Linked DNA regions of Mus musculus: regions 2 and 3 are each linked to region 1. A link is a contact called in public HiChIP or PLAC-seq data. All regions are on one chromosome and are shown on one strand. The core of a region is the stretch at or near the end of the contact, and the rest is flanking DNA. Distances in the headings are between cores, read along the strand shown.

Region 1 (4,113 bases), core at 699-3,198:
CCAGCCCCCAGTTTGTACTTTCAAGCTTTGCCTGGTTTACAAAATACTTAAAGTGACAGATTTCAAAGTAATTGGTCATGGATAAGGCTACGGTACTAACAGATAACCATAGTGGGATTCAAAACATGACCACACCCAGCCAGGGATGTTGGCGCACGCCTCTGGTCCTAACCCTCAGGATGCAGAGGCAGGTGGATCTCTGTGAGTTTTGAGCTGTAGCCAAGATGTCTGACCTGCAGGGCAGTTCCAGGACAGCCACAGCTACATAGCAAGACCCTGTTCTGAACACAACAGAAACGAAACAAAGACCATGACAACCAGGAGAAAAGCACCTGCAGGGAACTAGCCCATCCGAGGTCAAAAGACTGGACTGCAGCTCCTAGACAGGGATAACCCCAGTCTCCCTCATTCCAGGTGAACAGCGGTTTCTAGGTCACCCGGCTGGATTCTGTTTGCTGTTTCTGGAATTCTGAAGCGTGGGCACTTTTCACTGTGCTCAAAATGAAAACAAGTTAGCAGCCACAGGCTCAGTCCCGTGAATTACACACAGGCTGCCAGGAAAGAAACGAGGGAAATACACAATAGAATTTGTAACCACTCCTCTTACGTTGGCTACTTTTACTTGACATCCGGGCTCCTACTGGATTGTCACTTGTCTCCTTAATTTTTGTTTTTTTAAATTTTTATGTGATTGGGTATTTTGCCTGCATGTGTGTATGTCTGTACACTATGTGTCTCTGCCTGGTTCCCAAGGAAGACGGAAGAAAGCATCTTGGGTCAGATGCTCTCTTGACACATATACGATGATGGAGAAGCCATACAGCTGCAGGCTGGGATGTGTGGTTCTTTTTAAATGAATGAAATGGTGAAAGGAGCTAGCTAGTTTCCAAGAAAAGAGAGGGGTGAGAAAAGACAAAGGAGAGGCATGGAAGTGTTAACACTTCCTGTGGCTTAGAGGCCGCATGCGTGGATCACTCCTAAGATAATCCCTGAAAAAGTACACCAACTCTGCCAACCTCCAGCTTGCTTCTCCCTCTGATGGCTCTGGTTCTAAGGCTCCTTAACTCCTTGCCTCCTTGCCTCCGGACAACCGGCCCTAAGGCTTCATACTGCATTTAAATATTTAAATGCTAATGGTAGCAGGTACTGTGGTCACACCACCCGGTAAAACTGGAAGCTAACACTGGGATGAAAGTGGATCTCTGCTTTCCTACAATTGTGGTACCCTTTATGTTGTCGAGAAAGTTTGTTGAAAGGCTGGACTAAAACCTGTGTGAGTTTGTGGTTTAAAATGGGGACATTGCATCCAAGTGACATGTCACACGATTTACCCCCATCAGGATAGGGACTCATCCCACATTCTCAGAGAGAACAGCTCTAAGAAGGGATTTAGACCTTTGGTTTAGGAGGCAGAAAACATGGTCTCTCACCATTTGCAGAGCTTTTGTTTTATTTTTCTAGTTTTGAAAATAGAGTAGCATTTAATTTTTAAAGGCTCTTTTTTTAAAAATATTTATATTCTGTTGTTTTCCTCCTACCCCACCCCCCAGCCAGGTTTGGCAGCAGACAAATGCTCCCCGTTTCAAAATTCAGGTTAAATTGCATCGAAAGTAGCAGTTCTCCTGGTGAGAGCCCATGAGTTACTAATTAAAGTCTTAACCCCTAGTCTCTTCCTTTGACACACAGGGGCGGATCTTACAGGGCAAAAGGGAAAGACCCAAGCTGTCTTCTGACTTTCATTAACACGTCCCCTTTTATTGAGGGGGTGGAGGAATGCACCTCTGTTTCCAGTCTTTGCTAAGACGTGAATTGTCTGCACCTGTGTGCCACGGCTGGGTCAGAGGTGAGAACCCCCGCCACCGTGGAGTCGGAAATGAGGCTGCCTGCCCTTCTGTTGGGGTGCCTGAAAGCCCGTTTACTGGCTGGGGCGGTATCTTGCTGAGTCACCATTTCTCCTGCAGGAATGACTGCAGCCATGAGGCAGGTGCTCTTTTAACTCTGCCCCTTTGTGAGCTGTTCTCAAGTTCGAAGTTTAAAATGTCCTTGGATATTTTGCTAGCGGTGTATTTTAACAAGTGACTCCCCCGACCCCACCAACACTAAGAATTTAGTGTTGCACTGAGAGAATTGCTGAAACATCATTTTACCTCGGTCTGGGATTGGTTAGGATTTAAAGACAGAGGGATTAGGCTTTAACTCTTCTTATACAGGAGGCATTTGCCATCCTGGAACCCTCTCTGTAAAGTGACTGGATCAGACTAATAATTTAAAAAAATATATTAATATTTATTTTATGTGCGTTGGTGTTTTGCCTGCATGTATGTTTGAAGGTGCCAGGTCTCTAGAATTGGAACTCTAGCCAGTTGTGGGCTGCCATGTGGGTGCTGAGAATTGAACTCAGGTCTTCTAGAAGAGCAGCCATAGCCCTTAACCACCGAGCTATCTCTCCGGCCCCCTAACACACAAACTTCTTTATATTAAAATATGTCAGGATCAAAACGTTTAAAGAAAACTGGAATCGTGAAGGTTCTTGTTTTCCTTCTTAGTGCCTCGTGTGTGAGCGATGATTTTTAAGAACTATAAGACAAAGGGATAACACACCGTGCTACCAAAGCCAACATCTCAGCCTCAGGACCACTCCTTGACACCTTCAGTACCCTTTTTCTGAGACAGCTTTCTTATTCAGAAATTTAACACCTCACTTTGACCAATAGTGGGGCTGGTTCCATTTCACACTCAATAAGCCTTCCTAAACGTTGGTTGATAATGAGATTAAACAATCAAGTCTCCAAGCTGGACCCATCTGTGACCTGGCACCGTATCCAGTATTCCGAGGGGATTCGCTGACTGCCTGTCCTGGGTGTAGAAGTTTGATGTCAGGGATTAGAAGTTTAAACTGTACGGTTTACTTCAGGGATAACACTCTCGGCTGTCTCTGCTGCCTCCACTGGAAAACTTGCTTAGGAAATCTGGGGGACTGAGCAGGGTCTCTGCGGCCAGCTTTCTGGGCAAGGCAGAGCCCAGTTCCCCACTTCTGTTTAAACTCTTACACCTCGCAGGATCTCACGCATAGGTAAACAAGTCAAGCAGAGCCATCCCCTTACTCGAGCAAGAAGTATCCTTTAAAGGCAACAGAGAGCACTAGCCTGGTGGCCCGTTTTCTTTGGTACTGAGCTGGTTAAGGGAGTCACTTCCTAATTGCCTGAGTGGCACGGGGCCTGAAGTCAGCAAACCCAGGCGTTTGGTTCACTGTCTCTGAGCCCATCCATATGTAAACTAGAAGCTCTTGGTAGAGAAGCATTGCTTTTTAACACAGCGCCTTCTATGTCACCCACAGCAGCTGTCTCTTGGATGTCCTGTGACTAAGCAGCCAGCTTTAAAACTTCATTATTATGCCTTTGGAGATGGAACCGAAAATGAGCAAACTGGTCTTCGGGTGCCAGAGAAGCTCCACATCAGATGATGATTCCGGCTGTGCACTTGAAGAGTATGCATGGGTCCCACCGGGCCTCAGGCCCGAGCAGGTAGGTAGGAAGCAACGCTGTCCCCTTTGATGTGCTTTCCAGGGAAGTGTGGAACCTCTCATCTCCCTGGCTGGCTTTGCTGTCTAAGGTCTGGTTTGGTTTCAGTAATGCCCTCCTTCTGCCATCGTGATTAATGCAAATGCAGGGCACCACAGGCGTTTCTGATAGGACTTTCACAAGTCACCTTTTAGGGAAGAGAAACGTTCCTCATTTGGAGTTTTGTTTTTTTTTTTTGTTTGTTTTTAAATGGTAGGTGGGGTGGGGGAGGGGTGTTTGTCTTTTGAAATGGGGTCTCACTGTGTAGTCCTGGCTTGCCTCCAATTCACAGAACTCAGAGATCTGCCTTCCTATGCCTCCCAAGTGCTGAAATTAAAGGTGTATGCCACTATTACATGTCTCAAAGGTTCAGTAAGGACAAAAGGAAATAGAAGGACGACCTCCAGGCCAGTTCTCCACAATGCCCCTCTACGGAAGAGGAATGTGGTGTTGCTGATAAACATGGCCTTTGACAACTACAGTGGGGATCAGAGACACATCATTGTGGCACATCCTTTGTTTCTCTGTTTTAAAGATGGGAGCGATCTGCCTG
Region 2 (4,113 bases), core at 709-3,208, 510 kb before region 1:
GCAGCTGGTTTTAATTCTTAGTTATGATGGTGAAAGTCCAGGATAATTAATTTCAAATGGAGCATAGAAGCTTTAGGTTAGTCCCTGTAAAGTCCTTACAACACAATAGAATTCATTAACCCGAAACGTTATGGGATTTCTGTCTTTGGAAAGGTTTTGTGAGACGAGTCAACAGCAGAGAAATGCACTTTGCCAGGCCGGGCTGGAGAGGGAATGGAAATGTGGTTAGAAAAAACAGGCGGGTCTGAGGCTTGGGCCTTCGTGTTCTTCACTTTGGAAATGAAATTATCTCCAGCAAACTTGGCTTTTAGGAAAAGCCTTATCCCCACACCCGGTCGCTCTTTATGCTTTTTCCTATCGTTTTGAAAATGCAAGATCCAAATTCTTTTAAGAAAATTATTTTGGAAGAAAGAGAAAGAAAAAAAAAAAAAGAACTTCTCAACTATTTGTTGCAATACTTTTTTTTGGCAGGGAATGTTATAGAGTCACAAGCAATTGCAGCAATGATTTATGAACAATTACTAGAGGATGACAAACCAACAATGTGAAAGAGGAGGGTGTTGGGAATTATGAAAACACTCCGGACCCACAGCGCAGCTAGTCTGCCTGTCTGCGTTCTTTATCTCTGGACAGCAGCACTGGCGTGGACCGCATGGCGGTTTATACTGCTCACGGCAGGCCCCAGGCCTCTTCTGCCTCTCCGCAGGCACAAGGCCCGCGAGCTGGGACTGACAATGCTGTTTCTCATCTTGCGGAGCCACGTGAGAACGTTAGGCTTGAGCCCTGTTTTTATTATATCGTATTACCCATGCATTGCTCTAATACAGTATTAATACGATACAGATGTATTAATGCATTGTGGCATCGCAGATATTGAAGTATAAGGGCACAGAGACTTATGTGGGAAGTCTTTTCAAGGTCTGTGGAGACTTCTTCCATGGTCCAAAAGAAAGGAATTCCCAGAGGGAAGCCCACTCACCATAGAGCGACCGCACTGTCTAGACGGCCTAAATTGGTGGTATGGGAAGAATGCTGAGAGCTCATAATTAAATCAAAGTAACCTCTACCTGCCATTTGGATCACAAGCAGAAACAAAAGTAGTATTAATTGCAAATGCCAGCAATCCAAAAATGTGATTAATTTAAAAAAAAATGCTACTTTCCCCGCAGACAGTTTTCTTCAATTCACATATCTTTTGGTAGAAAAATAAATTCAGGAAGGTTCTCCATCATACAAGGAATTCTTTGTTCCACTGGCTACTAACATTTTAAACAAACTCACCCTTCAAGATAAGGGGATCTCCTGAAAGGGCTCAGGCCTCTCGTTCTCTTCCCCATCGGTCAACTTGCCAACACTAAAGGAGGTTCTCACATTAAGAGCCAAGATGTTTGCTTCCAGAGGCGATGTGTGAAAGATTCCCCTGTGATCTGGCCTGGATAGTGTTGTGTTACATTGATTATGCTGATACTCTCAGGAGGGAGTAGAAAACAAACTCAAGTCTGGATCACTAAGTGCCCAGTTAGAGGGAGGTCTATGAAGAGCTGGACACCAGTTGTGTGGGGAAAGAGTATTTACTGAGTGTTTCCCAGAAGGAAACCTTTGCCCCTGGACACTCTGTGTGGTACTATCTTATAACTGACTCTCAAACCGAGACAAAGAGACACCAGGCATGGAGAGACACCAGGCAACTCTTAGAAAGGAAAGGGGAATGGCTTACATTTTCAGAGGTTCAATCCATTATCATTATGGCAGGAAGCATGGCAGCACACAGGTAGACACAGTGCTGGAGAGGTAGTGAGTTCTATATCCAGATCCATAGGCAGCAGGAAGAGAGAGCAACTGGCAGTTGAAATCGGAAAGCCCATCCCCAGTGGCTCACTTCCTCCAAGAAGGCCAGATCTATTCCTACAGGGCCACGCCTCCTAATCCCTCTCAAGTAGCACTGCTCCCTAATGGCCAAGCATTTAAATCTATGAGCCTACTGGGGCCATTCTTATTCAAAGCACTGCAGTGTCATAGGCAGCTACAGCTGCTAGCCACACATGCTTCTCCAACACAGCATCTACTGCACATGCTGCCAGGCAACACCTGTGAGGCCACTGAGTGATTAGCAGACGACTGTTCCTTTGTATTGAAGCCAACTGGAGACTTGCATTGAGAGCTGTGGCTGAGTTGTCACGACAAAATTAAATGAAGGTTCATGGAAACTGCTTCCCAGAAAGTTATTTTTAGCAACACTTCTGGTCAAAAACAACTGTAGGGAGCCCCAGAACTCCATGAATATAAATTCCCTTGAATTAAATCCCCCCACCCAAATTTTGTGGAGTTGAATGTATATAGTTTTCATAAAGTCTAGATATTGTCAGATGTCCATATTTGACATAGTTCTGTATGTTTATACTGCATATGGGATTGGCAAGAGTGTGATTAAATAGGAGACGGGATTATTTAGATGAGAGCCACTGTGTCACAGTCTCTCTGGTGCTTGCTATGCAGGAGGCAGGAGGGAGAAGAATGTATTTTGCCTTTACACGATAGTAGTTAATTCTTTTACTTTCTAAAAGTTAGGAAATAGAGCTGAGGGCTGAGCTCCATTGGTGAGATGTCTGCCAAATAGCGAGAGGACCCACAAGTCAAATGCAGTAGTACATTGTCTGTACTATAAATACGGAAGAGGCAGGGACAGAGAGATTCTGTAGCTTGGTGGCCAGCCAGTGTCTGACTCAGGAAGCTCCAGGGTTAGCGAGAGACCTTGTCTCAAAAACTGAGGAGTAGAAAGAATAGAGAAAGGTGTCCACATGCATGTGTTTGTGCACTCACTCACAGTGTAAATCCACATAAACATGTATACACATTCATTTACACATGCACACATGCATACATGTAAAACAAACAAACAAACATGTATACACACATGCGCACTTGCACATACACACATATACACATGCATACATGTACTAACCAACACAAATATGTGCATATGCCCTTATATATACTCACATGCACATATGAGCACATGTGTAAATCCACACATGCATTTACACATACACACATGCACACTTGCACACATGCACATTGTAAACACACACGAACATATACGCACATGAACTTACACATGCACACATGTGCAAACCAACACAAACATGCACACATATTTGCACATACATTTATACACATACACATATGTATAAACCCATATAAACGTGAACACACGGATACACCACACACATATACACACATACAGTCACATAGAAACATATACAAACCCACAAAAATGTGTACACACATATACAACACACACACACACATTTACAAAAAAGTACATGAAAAATAACTATCACTCTACCTCCATCAAAAACAGTGATTCACCTTTTACCTGCTTATGTAGTTTTTGCTAAATATACATTTCTCAAGTCCCTTAGGAACTACTAGCAGCATATATGATGTACCTTTGATATATATTTTCTTCCATAAATGTTCCAATAGTTCCAGGATGATCTGCCCACTTGTTACAGTAAGGAGTGTCATTGGATGATGTGATGCCTGAGTTCTGAGTACCAAGATGATTTGTAGTTCAATGAAGAAATAAGAAAAAAGAGCTTCTAAAGTAGAGAGTCTAGATTTTTCAGACACTTTGTGACTTAAAAGCAACCTGGTTTGGGTGAGTAGTGATTTGATGCTACCAGCGAGGGAGGGAGAAAGCGTCCATGGATGTCTAATTCACACGTTGAGATGAAATGACGGTGAGTATGGGAGGTGGAAGACTCGGAGGATAAGTGGAGAAAAATAAACCATGGGTTCAGTTTTAGACAAGAGCTTGACGTAAAGTGGGTCAGGACATGTTGCTGGGAATTCCGGCAAAAGAGGGGTCTTCAGGAGCTGTGCTGAGAAACACGGACTGATGAGGTCAACAGCAAAGAATCCTGGAAATGCTGAAAGTGTGTTTGGGACTGGGGGGGAGGGGGAGGCCAGACTTGTATTTCAATTAACATACCCACAGTGCCAGTCAGCAAGCAGGGCAGGCACCAGTTTGTTTGAGACATATTCCAAGGATGCAGTTATGATGGACTATGGAGGAAGAGATTGACAAATAATCATGAGGTAAAATTGGGC
Region 3 (4,113 bases), core at 1,146-3,645, 490 kb before region 1:
GCAGTGTTGGTTTCTGGAAGACATTATTCACATGATGAAACGCTAAGATCACCCAGGAGCTAGAGGAGAAAAATACGGTAAGCAGAATATCAAAGGCAGAAGCCATAAAGATGGCAAAACTGAGCTTGGAAGAGATGCTCCATGCATATAGGAGATTGCTAAACGAAAGAGACAAGATTCAAGAAGGAAAGAGGAGCCAGGTCAGGAAAAGACTTGCAAGCTTGTGAGCGACATACCTTACAAATTCATCGATTATAGAAACAAATGACCCCCAATTTGAGTCTCACTGTTATAGTACAGTCACTTAAGCCCACGTACCTTGACTTCCTGACTGAGGAAGCCAGTCTTGAAATCAAGTATTCCACGCTGTTGTTTTAGGGGAGAAGATGAGATGGGGGGAGAGGGTTTTACAGATTGCAGAGACTGTATTATGAATGTACGAGAATGATTACAATAAGTCAAGTAGAGCCCAGCTTACAGAGGGAAGAGTGTAAGCAAGGAAGAAGTTTGATTTAGTGACGTCTTTGGGGGATACAAGGGAAATTTCTTTTAAGTGAGCTAACTCTTATTTCAACATTCACACTCATCTTCTCTGCAGATCTCTCGTCATTACAGTAGCCAGTCCTGGGAAATCTGAGTTAGTGTTCTTCTTCTGGGGTTTCTGGCCCACTTCTCTCTTTTTGTGTCCCGTGTAAGAATCCTTTCACCTATGTGTGGCCACCATGGGATAGCAAGTCACTGGGAGGCGAAGGAAAGCCCCACTCAGGGGCAAAGCATAGGCACCCCCCCCCCCGTGTATTTTCCCATGATTTCACGGGCTCTCGGTTTTCATTCCCCTAATAAGGGTTTTCATGCTGAGGGTTAACATTTTCCAAAGCCACTGAAAAGAAATTAATTTGTGACTTGAGGTCTTGTACTACCAGAAGTAACACACGTCCTCACACAGGGACTGTGGTAGTAACATCTATATGAAGAAATTCGGCAAAGGATCTAAAATAAATCTCGTGTCTGTGAATTCTCTGAAAAATAGCTATGGATGCAAGGAGACATCTTAAGCATCCTCCGCTCAATACAAGAAGATAAGTTCCTCAAGGCAGCCCATCTGGACTTGGTGAGAACAGCTAACATCAGGATCTTTTGCACAAAGTGGGTGGCTTTGACCTTGGAAAGTGCATTTTTCTAATGTGTTCATAATAGGATAAAAAATGTATTAGTCTTTCTTCAATGATTCGATTTAAGTATTTTTTTTAATCAGTAAGTTGGAAGCAAATCTAGGGCTTACCTTAATTTCATTAAGCCTGTCGAGTTACATATTCTATTCTTTAACTTTTATTTAATTAAGAAAGTATAAAGCTACAGAGGGATGTAATCCCTGTCCTCAATTAGCTTAAAATCAAATGTTCCAGGTCCTCTGTAACCCTGTAATTATAACAGGCATTTGGAAGCTGCTTGGCTAAAAGCATTGATTCCTCGCTGGGGCCTTCAGAGAAATCAAATGGAAAGACTGGTACCCAGCCGTTGTCTTTCGTCTGCCTCCTGCACTGTGAGACACTCCTTACCTCTACACACAGGCACGCTGATTATGTGACGACTGTCTTTCTAGAAACCACTCATGCCTCAGCTCCCTTATTCCCTGCTGCACAGAAGGCACGAAGATCAGAGGCCATGTAATACCTTCCTGTCAGCTCCTTACAAGGCCCTGTCCCAGATATTATGACCGTCCCCACCCCAGGTAGCCAAAGGTCAATAGTCATAACCCTAAACATGCAGTCACCTTGGATTCCAGGAACAGAAGAGCCCTGAGGACCCCCACCCTGCACCAAGGGCAATTATCTCCGATGGTGAGGCAGTACCATGGAGAAGCAATTGTCACCTGAGAACCAGCAGCCGCCTTTCATCTTAAGTAATAAAGACTTCCGTGGACCACCTTGAAGAACAGGAGCTGAAGCAATGATTAAACAGCCCGTGCCCTAATGGAGACTGCTTAATGATGTCTAACTTTTGTGCCTGTCCCACTTCTTATATTTCAACCTGAAGCCCATATCAGTACCACAAGGATAGACCTGGAGTTACTGCAGCCTTTTGTCTGCGTCCCTTTACGTGCAGATTTCCTAACTCTCCTTAAAATCGGCATGGAGAGATGATGGCTGAACACACCCTGTGGATCCACTAGATCCAGGGTTTTTTTTCCCCTCAAGCACTGGTTACATAATGAAGACAATATAATTTAATATGATGAAAAATTATGGATGCAGCAATGACGTCATAGGCAGCTCAAATTATCAAGTATCAGGGAAGCAAAAAAAAAAAAATCTCTCTCCTCCAAATGTCACATGAGCTAAATCAGAAAGGCATACTAAACAGGAAATGTCATTGGACTAGATGGAAAACAGGGAGCTTTGTGGGATGGAGAAGGCCTGCAAAGAGTGAGCACTGGCTACTCTATCGGGGTCAGAATTGGGACAGTTACTGGAAAGCCAAAACAAGAGATTAGTGAGCATAAGAGAAGAGTTTATCATATCAAAGGATGGCCTGTGTATCTATCTCTCTTTAGCTTTTGTTTCTCTCCATGGTGCAAAGGGAGAGAGGAAGTGGCAGCCAAGGCTAGAAGTGCCTTGCCTGTCACCACGTTATCAGTCCAGGTGCCCCATCAGAAAGGAATGCAAGAACACTAGGAAAGGCTCCTTAGGAGAGTTGAAGGGATCCTAGTAACAGTAGCAGTCCGAAGGTACTCGGGACAGCTAAGACAATGGCTGAGATATAGAAAAGAAAGAGATCCTAGAGAGAAAGGGAGGGAGCTCTGTGTGGGCATGCATGGGAGCTCTGTGTGGGCATGCATGGGAGCTCTGTGTGGGCATGCATGGGAGCTCTGCGTGGGCATGCATGGGAGCTCTGCGTGGGCATGCATGGGAGCTCTGTGTGGGCATGCATGGGAGCTCTGTGTGCGCATGCATGGGAGCTCTGTGTGGGCATGCATGGGAGCTCTGTGTGGGTGTGCATGAGAAAACTGCAGACATGAAATTGATTTTGGATACTGTGTTTCCTCAGCCACATCGTCCTCTATCAAGTGACCCAAAATATAGACGACTTTCCCTCCAGGTTTTTATTCTCTAGTTCAATCCCTCAAGATGCACCTCCCCCCCCCCCCGCAAAAGACGTACCCCCCCCCCAAATAATCAGTAGTTAAACTTCAAAGTTCAGGCAAGACGTTTCATCCCTGAACATGTGGTCTTGTTAAAATATGAATGTTTTGTGCACTTCAGACATCAAGAACTCACTTGCGACCTAGTCATTGTAAGTGAAACCTCCAAACCTTCCTATCTTTAGATCTCCTCGGGTTTCTGTGACATCTGTGCAGAGGCTGGGGAATTGTGCCACGATCCTCGGGTTCCTCCACGTTCTTGATTTCCACTCAATGGCTTGAAGCGTCCCTTTATTTTTGCCCTAACCCGGGATTAAACTCGGCCCTTTCATCTGACTTTTATAAAGAACATATATACTTGGAAGTAAGTCAACAGGAGACATCTTCCTAAGACTCCCTCACCGCCAGCTGGAGATGACTGTGAGAGGGTGTTCCGTTACTGAAATGGGGTCGAGTTTAACTGAGTTTCAGCCCTCCTATTGGCCATGTCAAGACACGAATCAACCAATTGCAATGTCATCTCTCACTCCCCATGACCCTCCCCGTGACCATGCAACAACCTCGACACCAACAAAGATCAGAGAAAGAGCAGTTCTGTCTTCTTCCTCAAGTCTCCAAGGAAGGGGCTACTGGAAGATGGGAGAGGGCAATAGGATTGTGTCTGAGACAGGGCAAGAAAAAGATCTGCAGTAGATTCTCTTAAGTCATACATATTTCTCGACTACTCAAAATGTGTCACTTACAAATGAACATTAAGGACCCAAGCGCTTGAACAGAACATGGTTCAATCTCTTCTTTGAAACAACCTTGCAGCAAAGCACCTTCTGCTCCTTTGCTTAAGCCCACTCCTTCAGTCTAGAACATTCTTAACGAATACTTTTACAGGCCCAGTCTTAGTTTCAAGGATCAAACCTCGGGATGATGCCTCTTCCCTGACAATTCTATGCACAGTGTTTCGCTCTTTGTCCACT

Evidence for each region. HiChIP or PLAC-seq counts read pairs in DNA pulled down with a chosen protein or histone mark.
Region 2: an H3K27ac HiChIP or PLAC-seq map of epiblast stem cells shows a contact between it and region 1, with 6 times the contacts expected there. The contact joins two enhancer-like sites. A contact is called at or near these places in 1 of 484 Hi-C or Micro-C datasets (the 3T3-L1 cell line), 4 of 115 datasets of contacts at active chromatin or transcription factors (craniofacial prominence, embryonic limb bud, epiblast stem cells and 1 more) and 1 of 9 other capture datasets (adipose tissue).
Region 3: a contact with region 1 is called in an H3K27ac HiChIP or PLAC-seq map of T-cell acute lymphoblastic leukemia, with 5 times the contacts expected there. The contact joins two enhancer-like sites. A contact is called at or near these places in 1 of 484 Hi-C or Micro-C datasets (cerebral cortex) and 5 of 115 datasets of contacts at active chromatin or transcription factors (T-cell acute lymphoblastic leukemia, craniofacial prominence, embryonic limb bud and 2 more).

What each region holds. Positions count from the first base shown.
Region 1 is chr15:93,511,861-93,515,973 of GRCm38.p6, reverse strand. It overlaps Prickle1 (prickle planar cell polarity protein 1), which reads left to right. Exons shown (of 8, transcript NM_001033217.5): 2 at 3,338-3,524. The coding sequence starts at 3,393. Among named protein-coding and RNA genes, the nearest start is that of Prickle1, 82 kb to the left of the region's middle. Within about 2 kb of position 1,948, at least 51 of the 459 cell types and tissues checked have an H3K27ac peak or open chromatin away from gene starts, as enhancers often do. A contact at or near this core is called in T-cell acute lymphoblastic leukemia and epiblast stem cells, where this site is marked.
Region 2 is chr15:94,022,301-94,026,413 of GRCm38.p6, reverse strand. No RefSeq gene overlaps it. Among named protein-coding and RNA genes, the nearest start is that of Gm30609, 61 kb to the right of the region's middle. Within about 2 kb of position 1,958, at least 58 of the 459 cell types and tissues checked have an H3K27ac peak or open chromatin away from gene starts, as enhancers often do. A contact at or near this core is called in epiblast stem cells, where this site is marked.
Region 3 is chr15:94,000,918-94,005,030 of GRCm38.p6, reverse strand. No RefSeq gene overlaps it. Among named protein-coding and RNA genes, the nearest start is that of Gm30609, 40 kb to the right of the region's middle. Within about 2 kb of position 2,395, at least 13 of the 459 cell types and tissues checked have an H3K27ac peak or open chromatin away from gene starts, as enhancers often do. A contact at or near this core is called in T-cell acute lymphoblastic leukemia, where this site is marked.